Regions from separate parts of the Ovis aries genome. Here region 1 is linked to region 2. Evidence: chromatin contacts called from public Hi-C data. All regions are on one chromosome and are shown on one strand. Each heading gives the region's core, a stretch centred on a gene start, on an enhancer-like site or on the middle of the called end of the contact. The rest is flanking DNA. Distances are from core to core; before and after follow the strand shown. Region 1 overlaps NDRG1 (N-myc downstream regulated 1). Region 2 has its middle 97 kb from the start of ST3GAL1.

Region 1 (4,465 bases), core at 671-3,170, 120 kb after region 2:
ATGGGAAGCCGAGGCCCAGGGAGGGGATGAATGGCTTGGTAACAGTCATGTGGCTGGGAGGGGCAGGGTTCCCACGCCCCAGCTCCTAAACAGCGTTCCTGCTGCTCCATCAGGGCTTGTGAGAATCCCAGGCGCTGTGTGTCCCCTCGCTCTCAGGGTGACCGACTAACAGCTCTCACGTGGCCTCATAGCCTGAGATGCCTTCGCCCGCTGCCTTCCCAGTCCCCGAGGTCACCTTCTTCACTCCTCCAAGCAAATCTCAGTCTTGGCTTTGCTGGAACCCATGGAGTCCAGCTCATTGCTGACTGGCTCCTGGGTCCGTTGAACTGGAAAGGTATTTGCCTGCCCCCCCAACCCGCGCCTTCCCCTTGGGCCTTTGTTACTCATTGACCCGAGTGGTAGCACGTTGGGTCTGATTGCTGGAAACCCATGTGACACCTGCTGAACCTTTTTCTGTGTCCCATCCTTGCTGGGCCACTGAGGGATTAAGAATGTTTAAAATACAGACCCTGTCCCCACAGATCGCCCTGGGTCTCTGAGGCAACCAGGGAAGTGCACTGATCAATGAAGCAGCTGTTTGCCCGATTCTGTGTGCCATGGTTGCATTGAAGGCCACCCACTACTCGCCGGGAACAGGAGTTGTTATGCCCATTTTACAGATGAGCAGACTGAGGCTCAGAGGTTAGATCACAGAACTAATCAATGGTAATGTTCAGGTATGACCCTCAGATCTCCCCCCACCTCCCCACTAACTCCTGGCTGCCTTTCACTTCTGCAATATTGATTTTCTCAGAATTCCTTCTGGGCAGGCAGGTGGGAAAGGAAGAAGTGGTATAAATCAGTCTGGCAGCTGGCGTTGTAACCTGGAACCCTGCTGTGTGCACTGAGTGGGGTTTTGGCAGGAGACCTGTCCCGACCTCATTTCCTGTGTGGAGTGGCTTCCCTCTGTGCTGAGACAGAGTCCACCCTACAGGATGGCATAGGGGGCTGGGAGTCAGACACCCAGGCTTCCACCACCATGCCCGGTGCTGCCTGGCCCCCTGCAGGACTGCCACCTGCAACCCTCCGCCCCCTGCCTTGGCCCTCTGCAGCCCTACATCCTGTGCTGGGACTTTGCAGGAGGCGGTGGAGAAGGGCAGGCTTGGCATCCGGCGCTTGGTCTCAAACCCAGGGAGAGAGCTTGTTGAGCCCAGTGGGGCTGTAGGTTGGCTGCGGGGGGTGACCCCAGGTGTGGGCACCCTCTGAGTGGAGCCTGAAGGGAACAGGGCAGGGGGCACCAGCCCCGGCACCGAAACCAGGTCACCTCCTGTCTACGCCTGACTTGTCACATAGTCAGGTCTCATCACAGAGCTGTGATAGGTCCTTTCTCGATTCACTCAGTGTCTGGCGCATGCAGTTGCTGTGCAGGAAAACTACCTCCGAGTAAACCTCCTTACAGCACATGCTTCCTGGAGCTCAGAAGGGCTCTGAGGGCTGGTCTTGCCTCGTGGGGGGCAGACGATAGGGAGGGGGAACACGAGGTGTCCCTGGCTTTATCTAAAACATGTCAGCTTTCTTCTTAAAAACAGTTTTATACATTGAACTTCCTTATAAGGTTTCCTTTAAACCCACAGCTTCTGAGACAAAAGTTTGCAAAGTTTATTGATGGATGCAACAGAGACGGGGTTAAGGGGCCTCAAGGGGCCTAAGTCTGCTGAGTTGGACTGAGAGCACCCTAGCTCAGAGAGGCGGGGTGGGGGTGTGGGGGGCCCGGGGCTCAAGGTGCACCTTCTACAGCCCATTTGGGTGGTCTTGGGAATCGCAGGCAGTGACCTGGCTGGAGGTCCTGGCTGAGCTCACCTGTCGGGACGTGTCCAGTTACAGTTATGAGCCACAGGCTGCCCCAGGCCTGCGGGAACCGCACCTCCTACCCACGCCCATCCCCCGGGGACGAGGAGAACCTGGAGTGTCCTCTGCTTTATCTGGTCGCCCTGCAGACTGCAGAGCCCTGGGGTTCTCACTGGCTGCTTCTTGGTCTGGGCCCAGGGCGTTTCAGCCGCTTCACTCCTGGGGCCAGATAATTCTGCCGTGGGTGCCCTGTGCCTCCGTGGCGTGGTCAGCAGCCGCCCTGGTCTGCATGAGCTGGATGCTAGCAGCATCTCCCAGTGGTGCTGATCAAGAATGTCTCTGGACCTCGCCAGATGAGGGGACCAAAGCACCCTTGTCTGCACAAACACTGTGATAGTCCTCTGTGAGCTCCCCTCTGAGTCTCCCCAGGGCCCTGAGCACATGAGGGGTGCGGCTCCCTGAGGCCTCCTCCAGCTTCCAAAAAGGAGCAGTTCTCAAATACTGTTTAAGGGGGATTCACCGGTTTTCAAGCCACTGTCTCCTGAGGTCTGGGAAGCTGAGTTGTAGGAGGAAAAGAAGGTGTGGGGTAAAGGGATTTCTCCGGGAGCACGTTTGGGAAGCCAGGAAGGCTGGGCCTGAACTCTTTCTGGTTCTGAGGGAGGGTGAGAGGCCAGGTGAAGGCTGATCCTCCAGTGGGATCACACTGGAGTCAAGCCAGCCAAGGAGACCTGACCACACTGGGCTGAGCTGCAGCCTGAAATACACGTGGACCTGTTTTCAAGGCATTTCACTTGTGTGGTTTACTAAACCACGTAAGAGTGAATGTAAACGCAAACGTGGGCCTCTCAGGTGGCGCAGTGGTAAAGAATCAGCCTGCCACCGCAGGAGATGCACGAGAAGCAGGTTCGATCCCTGGGTTGGGAAGATCCCCCTGGAGGAGGAAGTGGCACCCTGCTCCTGTATTCTTGCCTGGAGAATTTCAGGGACAGGAGAACCTGGCAGGCGACAGTCCTTGGGATTGCAGAGTCGGACGCAACTGAGTGATCAGTTGCTGTGAAGCTGCATAAAGGCTGTTCATCTGTCTGTTTATTCTGTCTGTTGTGATGCTAGGAGCTGCAGGGAGGGAAGGGAATGAGCCAGGTAGGCTACCTACCTGTCCTGGGGAGCTGGCAGGTGGGGACGGAGGCCCAGGAATAGCCAGAGACCCTGACTTCACCCCTGGGTTCTGAAGGAGCCCCTGTGACAAGCTCTTAGCGTTGCCAGAGCCGTGAGCCTCTGGAAGGCTCCCCGGCCTGTGTAGGCGAGGTGTCTCACAGCCAGGGTCTCGGGACCGTGAACACGCTGAGTTAGCAAGGCCGGCAGACCTTGGCTTTTCATGCCTCCTGCCTCCGAGCTGGCAGCTGCCCAGGAATGCTCGCAAATATAAAACCGACTTTGTTTTCAGAATGTTCTGGAGCCTAGACTCCAGAGGCTGCATAAAGGCATTCTTGTGGGGCTGGTTATCTACTGGGGGCCCAGACCAGAGCGTCCCAGGGGATCTGCCCACGGAGTACCATGTGCTGGTGTGGGGGGCGGGTGGCGTGTGGGGCGGCCCCGCTCTGTCACCCGCTGACCCCTGAGAGGTGTTTTACAAAGAGGGTTCCTCTAGGTGCAGGGACCTGGGTCCTCAGAGGAGCTGAAATTGAGAAGTTCGGAGACCTGTGCTCTCTGGCTGGCTGTTACATCTGAGGAGCCATGGAGAGTTTGGGGCGAGGTCCCTGCTCTGAAAAGTAGCAGGTTTTCACCCAGTTCCCGATTTAGAAGGTCTGGGTCTGTGACCTGGTGGGGGTCCCTGGTCTCCCATCACTTACTCCTTCACTCCCATCTCTGCAGCTCTGCCCGCAGCACCTACCCCTCCTTCTGGGTTCATTGCAGTTCACCCCACTACTGGGCTGGGGGAGCTTCAGTCTCTCCGCTTGACTCTTCACCCCTAAGAAGGAATACTGATGCCTCCAGGTCCCTGATTGAGCCCCCCAGGAGGGAGTGTGCTCAAGGCCTGTCATCCCCCAAGCCTCGGGCCCCAGGGCAGCCGGTTGCGGTGGCATTCCCACCGCTGGAATCCGCTCCGCCTTGCTCCGGTTCTCCTGCAGCTGCCCTGGCATCAGAGCCCGGGGGGCCCCTTCTGGCCTACCCCGATCTCTGCCCCCACCCCTGCCCCCCACCCCTGCTTTCCTGCCCCCACTCTGGCTCATCAAGCTCTTTTTTCTTTCAAAGTCTTCCCAAATGCTCAGTCCTGTCATCTTGGCTTGAGATAGTCCCTTCTCCTCCCTGCTTGCCCCACCCCACCCCAGCAGGGAGCAGAGTACCCTGCCCAGAGATGACCATGGGGCTGTCTCTGTGGCCGTCCCTCTGTTGGGGACATCCCACTGGTGTGGGGATGAAGGAGAAGGGAGCTAGCGCCATGGCTCCCCGTGGCTGGCCTCCGGGACCTTCTGTCCCCTTCTGCTTGTCAAGCTGGGGCTGTCTGATTTCAGGATGTGGCAGCGACGTGGGTCTCCTTCTAAAGTGCAGAGAGAAACATCTGTCCTTGGTGTGGTGGGTGGGCCTGGCCTGGGTGTCAGGGCCTGGTTTTGAGTGCCAGGGTGGTTTAGTGGCTAAG
Region 2 (4,738 bases), core at 1,622-4,121:
GTTGCTAAGAGACACACATCATCGATTTGCTGTCTGCCGTGAATGGGGGAGCATCCGCAGCAGGACGGTGGGTACCAGTGACAGGAAAAGGGGAAGGTGCCATCTGGCACCCACGGCCCAGGTGGCACCCACAGCAAAGGAGAGTTAGGGGAGCGGGGGTGTGTGAAGTCCAGAACCATCTACGAAGCCAACAGAGACATGACCCTCACCCTGGAAGCTGCTGCTGGGAGCTGGGCGGGAGCGGCCACAGGCTGGGGGGATGGCGGGGTCCTCAGGAGCCCCCAGGCACTTCCCGCAAGTCAGGGAACAAGCCAGCTTCTTTGCAGGGCTGGCGGTCCACCTGGGTGCCACACACCTAGCAAGTGGAAGACCACAGCAGGGGGTCCTGATAACCATCAATTCAGAGCATCCTTTCTCCAGTCCTGGAGAAGCGGTGCTTCAGTTCAGTTCAGTCGCTCAGTCATGTCCAACTCTTTGCGACCCCATGAATTGCAGCACACCAGGCCTCCCTGTCCATCACCAACTCCCGGAGTTCACTCAGACTCACATCCATTGAGTCAGTGATGTCATCCAGCTATCTCATCCTCTGTCGTCCCCTTCTCCTCCTGCCCTCAACCCCTCCCAGCATCACAGTCTTTTCCAATGAGTCAACTCTTCGCATGAGGTGGCCAAAGACTGGAGTTTCAGCTTTAGCATCATTCCTTCCAAAGAAATCCCAGGGCTGATCTCCTTCAGAATGGACTGGTTGGATCTCCTTGCAGTCCAAGGGACTCTCAAGAGTCTTCTCCAACACCACAGTTCAAAAGTATCAATTCTTTGGTGCTCAGCCTTCTTCACAGTCCAACTCTCACATCCATACGTGACCACAGGAAAAACCATAGCCTTGACTAGATGGACCTTAGTCGGCAAAGTAATGTCTCTGCTTTTGAATATACTATCTAGGTTGGTCATAACTTTTCTTCCAAGGAGTAAGCGTCTTTTAATTTCATGGCTGCAATCACCATCTGCAGTGATTTTGGAGCCCAAAAAAATAAAGTCTGACACTGTTTCCACTGTTTCCCCATCTATTTCCCATGGAGTGATGGGACCGGATGCCATGATCTTAGTTTTCTGAATGTTGAGCTTTAAGCCAACTTTTTCACTCTCCTCTTTCACATTCATCAAGAGGCTTTTTAGTTCCTCTTCACTTTGTGCCATAAGGGTGGTATCATCTACATATCTGAGGTTATTGATATTTCTCCCGGCAATCTTGATTCCAGCTTGTGTTTCTTCCAGTCCAGCATTTCTCATGATGTACTGGTGCCTACGTATAACCTGTTACTGCAGAAACTCGAGAGCCCTGAGGGTGCCTTCCGCCCCACCATGATGTCCACAGGTCCTTGCTGTCAAAGACCTGGATTCAGACAGGGACTTTTCTGCGAAGTGGGAACCGTGATTCCTGATGTTAGGTATGTGTGTGTTAGTCACGCAGTTGTGGCGGACTCTGCAGCCATATGGACCATAGCCCTCTAGGTTCCTCTGTCCATGGGATTCTCCAGGCAAGAATACTGGAGTGGGTTGCCATGCTCTCCTCCAGGGGCTCTTCCCGACTCAGGAATCAGACCCACATCTGATGTCTCCTGCATTGGTGGGCAGATTCTTTATCAACAGCATCACCTGGGAAGCCCAATGTTATATATATATATTTATATATACATGTCATTTGATAAATATGTACCAAGAGCCACTGGGGGCTGGGGATGGGCAAGACAGTTTCCCTGACATCGGAAGGTCACAGTCTTATGCCAGGGAGACAGCAACGCCAGAAAACATGGGAGCTTCTTAATGATGATCATAACTCCCTTTCACATGCTGTCAACGGGGGTTAAGGGCTTTGCCTACATTAGTCTCATTTAATCCGCCAGCAATCCTGCCAAGAGGCACTGTTTCTGGAAGAAGAGAATTTAACAAGGAAACAGATTCCAGGAGATGAAGTCGCCTGCCAGTGAAGGAGCGGGGAGAGCCAGGACTCCAAAAGCAAGGTGCTGAGATCCCCACCAGAGTGTGTGGACAGGGAACTGTCTGCTCTGCTCCAAAATGAAGTAATTTGGAGATGCGCCCCCCAACAGCCTGGTTTGCCCTGACCTGGGAGCTGCCCACATTCCACGGTGACCTTGGTCAAGAGCTGGACCCGAACACTGAGAGACACTGGCCACCAGAGGGCGCAGTGGAATCGCCTTCGGCCAGATCGTCAACACAGAGTGTCTGAAAATGGTATGAGAAAACACACACCCAGGTCAGGATTTAAAATGACTTGGCATTGATTAGTTGGGACAAATTCTGGACAAAAGATACAAAGACACTAAAAAAAAAAACAACAACAACAACAACAAAACCAATTACCACTTTTGAAGAGACAGAGGCAAAAGCAAGTGGCTATGCATGCCACCACCCCACCCCCCGCCACCCACCTCTCGCCGCCCCTGCCAACACATACACACCACCTCCTAAGGGGTGGGCAAACCACCTCTCCAGCCTGACCCCAGGACACACCCCTACCCTCACCCCATCTTAGGAACCAGCTCAACCCTCCTCAGGGAGTGAGCCAGCAAGCAAGGGAAACTGTTGATTGTTCTTGCTTCCCTCCCTGCTTCGGTAGTGGCCCCAATATAGCTTTGCCTGGAAAAAAAAGACTTGGCATTGAGAATTATCAAGTCCACACCCTCCAGATAAGGACATTGAGATCTCTGTCACTTCGCCAAGAGAATTGGGTCAAGAGGAAAAGGCTGGACGCAGTCGGAAAAGGTCAAAACCCCAGCAAGTGTGGACTGGCTAAAAAGCTTTAAATGATGTCACATTGTCACACAGCTTAGCTCTCCCCATGGTCTGCTGGACCTCTGGACCTCAGATTTCGCTAGCTTAAGACTCCCGCCCTTTCTGTGACTCATTAGCCTTGTAACTTACAGGATAAACCTGATTTCTTAGAACCTCAGCTTCTCAATCTGTAGAATGGGTACCAAAAGACAAAGTCTACAGAAAGGCAAGAGGGCAGCCCCACATTTTCTGAGTCCTGTCTCTGCTCCAGGCATTCATTATGCTTTTTCTCATTCAGTTCTCACAAGAGCCCCCACGGATGAGTTAGTGCTACCACTTCCAGGGAAGACTTGAGGCTCAGAGCCTGTTAGTTACTTGCCTGTGGTCACAAACTCCATGAGGGGTTAGACGGTTCAAGATCAGACGTGACTGCATCAGTCAGCATGCGACAGGCTGGTGCTACAGTAACAAATAAGCCCACAGACCCCAGTGACTTAGGGCAAAGCGGCAGAGGCTTATTTCTTGCTGGGTCAGAGGCTGGTGGGTTTGGCCGTCCATTCAGGCTCCCCCACTGTCTTCGTCTTGTGACTGTGCCGACCTCAACTTCAATCCACAGTCTTCAAGGTCACTGGCAAAGGGACGAGGGGGTGGAGATGACTCACTAGTTCTTAACTTGGAGTCCACACCCATCACTTCCACTCACAGGCTACTGGCCAACGTGATCTACCCATGTGAACTGCCGGGGAGGCTGGGAATGTGGGGGACCATCTGGGATAGCAGAGGAGCAGTATGTCCACCCATGTCTTCCTCGACGTCATGGACATCAGGGAGCTGACTGGTGAGAGGGCCCCAGAGTCCTGAGGGTGCCTGGGTGGAGCGCTCCCTTCTGCAGGCTCAGCAAAATGCAGACAGGTCAGCCCAGAGCCTAGGGAGGGGCCCCAGAGACAGGGGGTAGTGGAATCAAGGCTGTTCAGCCCAGTCTTCATCCATGCCTTCTGTTATCACAAGGGCTGGTGTGCAGACTAGGAGCTTGGTGTGTCTGGGTGGCTGCTTCTGCCACCTTTGTCTGGCTCCTTCTGTGCAAGATGGCCCGTCCCAGGGTAGACAGCCCAGCGATGGCATGAGCAGCTGTCTCCTGGGGGAAGGGAGCTCTTCCTGGCAGCTGCCTCAGCAAGTCCACCGAACTACTCAGGGAGATGCTAAGAGTAATTTGGGCATCAGGGAAAGCACACTGGGAAGAGAGGGTGGGTTTTGCCAGTGAAGCCAGGCCACTCCCATTCTTGCAGGCAACATGGCAGTAGTGGCTACACACGGGGTCCCGCATCCCTGTTATCAGGTCTGTACACTGGGGGACCTGGGCAAAATCGATGTGTCTCAAGCTTCGACACCGAAGGATGCCACTCGCCCAAAGTCACAAACAAAAGTTCCCTAAGCCCAGGAACGCAGTCTGTTTCTTCTCTTTGGAATTCCAAACTACAAGCACAGTACCAGGTACAGAGAAGACTCTTAAAACTTGTGTTGGTTGACCATGTGGGCCTTTGGGAATTCATTCTATTTATACAGAATGAAAGGGGCTTCTCTGGTGGTCCAGTGGTTGAGACTCCACCTGTGAATGCGGGGGACACAGGTTCGACCCCTGGTCCGGGAAGAGCCCAAGGGCTGCAACCACTGCCCCATGCTCCCTACAGCTCATGCTTTGCAACAAGAGAAGCCACTGTGGTGGCGAATCGGCGCCCCACAGAGAAGATCGCCCCCGCTTGCCGCAGCTAGACAAAGCCCACGAGCAGCAACAAAGACCCCGTTCCACCAAAAATAAATATTACTTACTTAGTTAAAAGAATAGAAGGAAAGTTAATATGCATTAGGTACTTCCCGGGGTGGCTCAGATGCTAAAGAGTCTGCCTGCAATGCAGGAGACCTGGGTTCAATCCCTGGGCTGGGAAGA

The links. Hi-C and Micro-C count contacts between places; a contact is called where the count stands out from the background.
Region 1: a contact with region 2 is called in a Hi-C map of omental adipose tissue, with 2.6 times the contacts expected there. The contact joins two enhancer-like sites. A contact is called at or near these places in 5 of 16 Hi-C or Micro-C datasets (muscle, omental adipose tissue, skin fibroblasts and 1 more).

What each region holds. Positions count from the first base shown.
Region 1 is chr9:21,178,586-21,183,050 of ARS-UI_Ramb_v3.0, forward strand. The region is part of intron 2 of NDRG1 (N-myc downstream regulated 1); the gene reads left to right. Among named protein-coding and RNA genes, the nearest start is that of TRNAC-ACA, 13 kb to the left of the region's middle. Within about 2 kb of position 1,921, at least 14 of the 54 cell types and tissues checked have an H3K27ac peak or open chromatin away from gene starts, as enhancers often do.
Region 2 is chr9:21,054,485-21,059,222 of ARS-UI_Ramb_v3.0, forward strand. No RefSeq gene overlaps it. Among named protein-coding and RNA genes, the nearest start is that of ST3GAL1, 97 kb to the left of the region's middle. Within about 2 kb of position 2,872, at least 12 of the 54 cell types and tissues checked have an H3K27ac peak or open chromatin away from gene starts, as enhancers often do.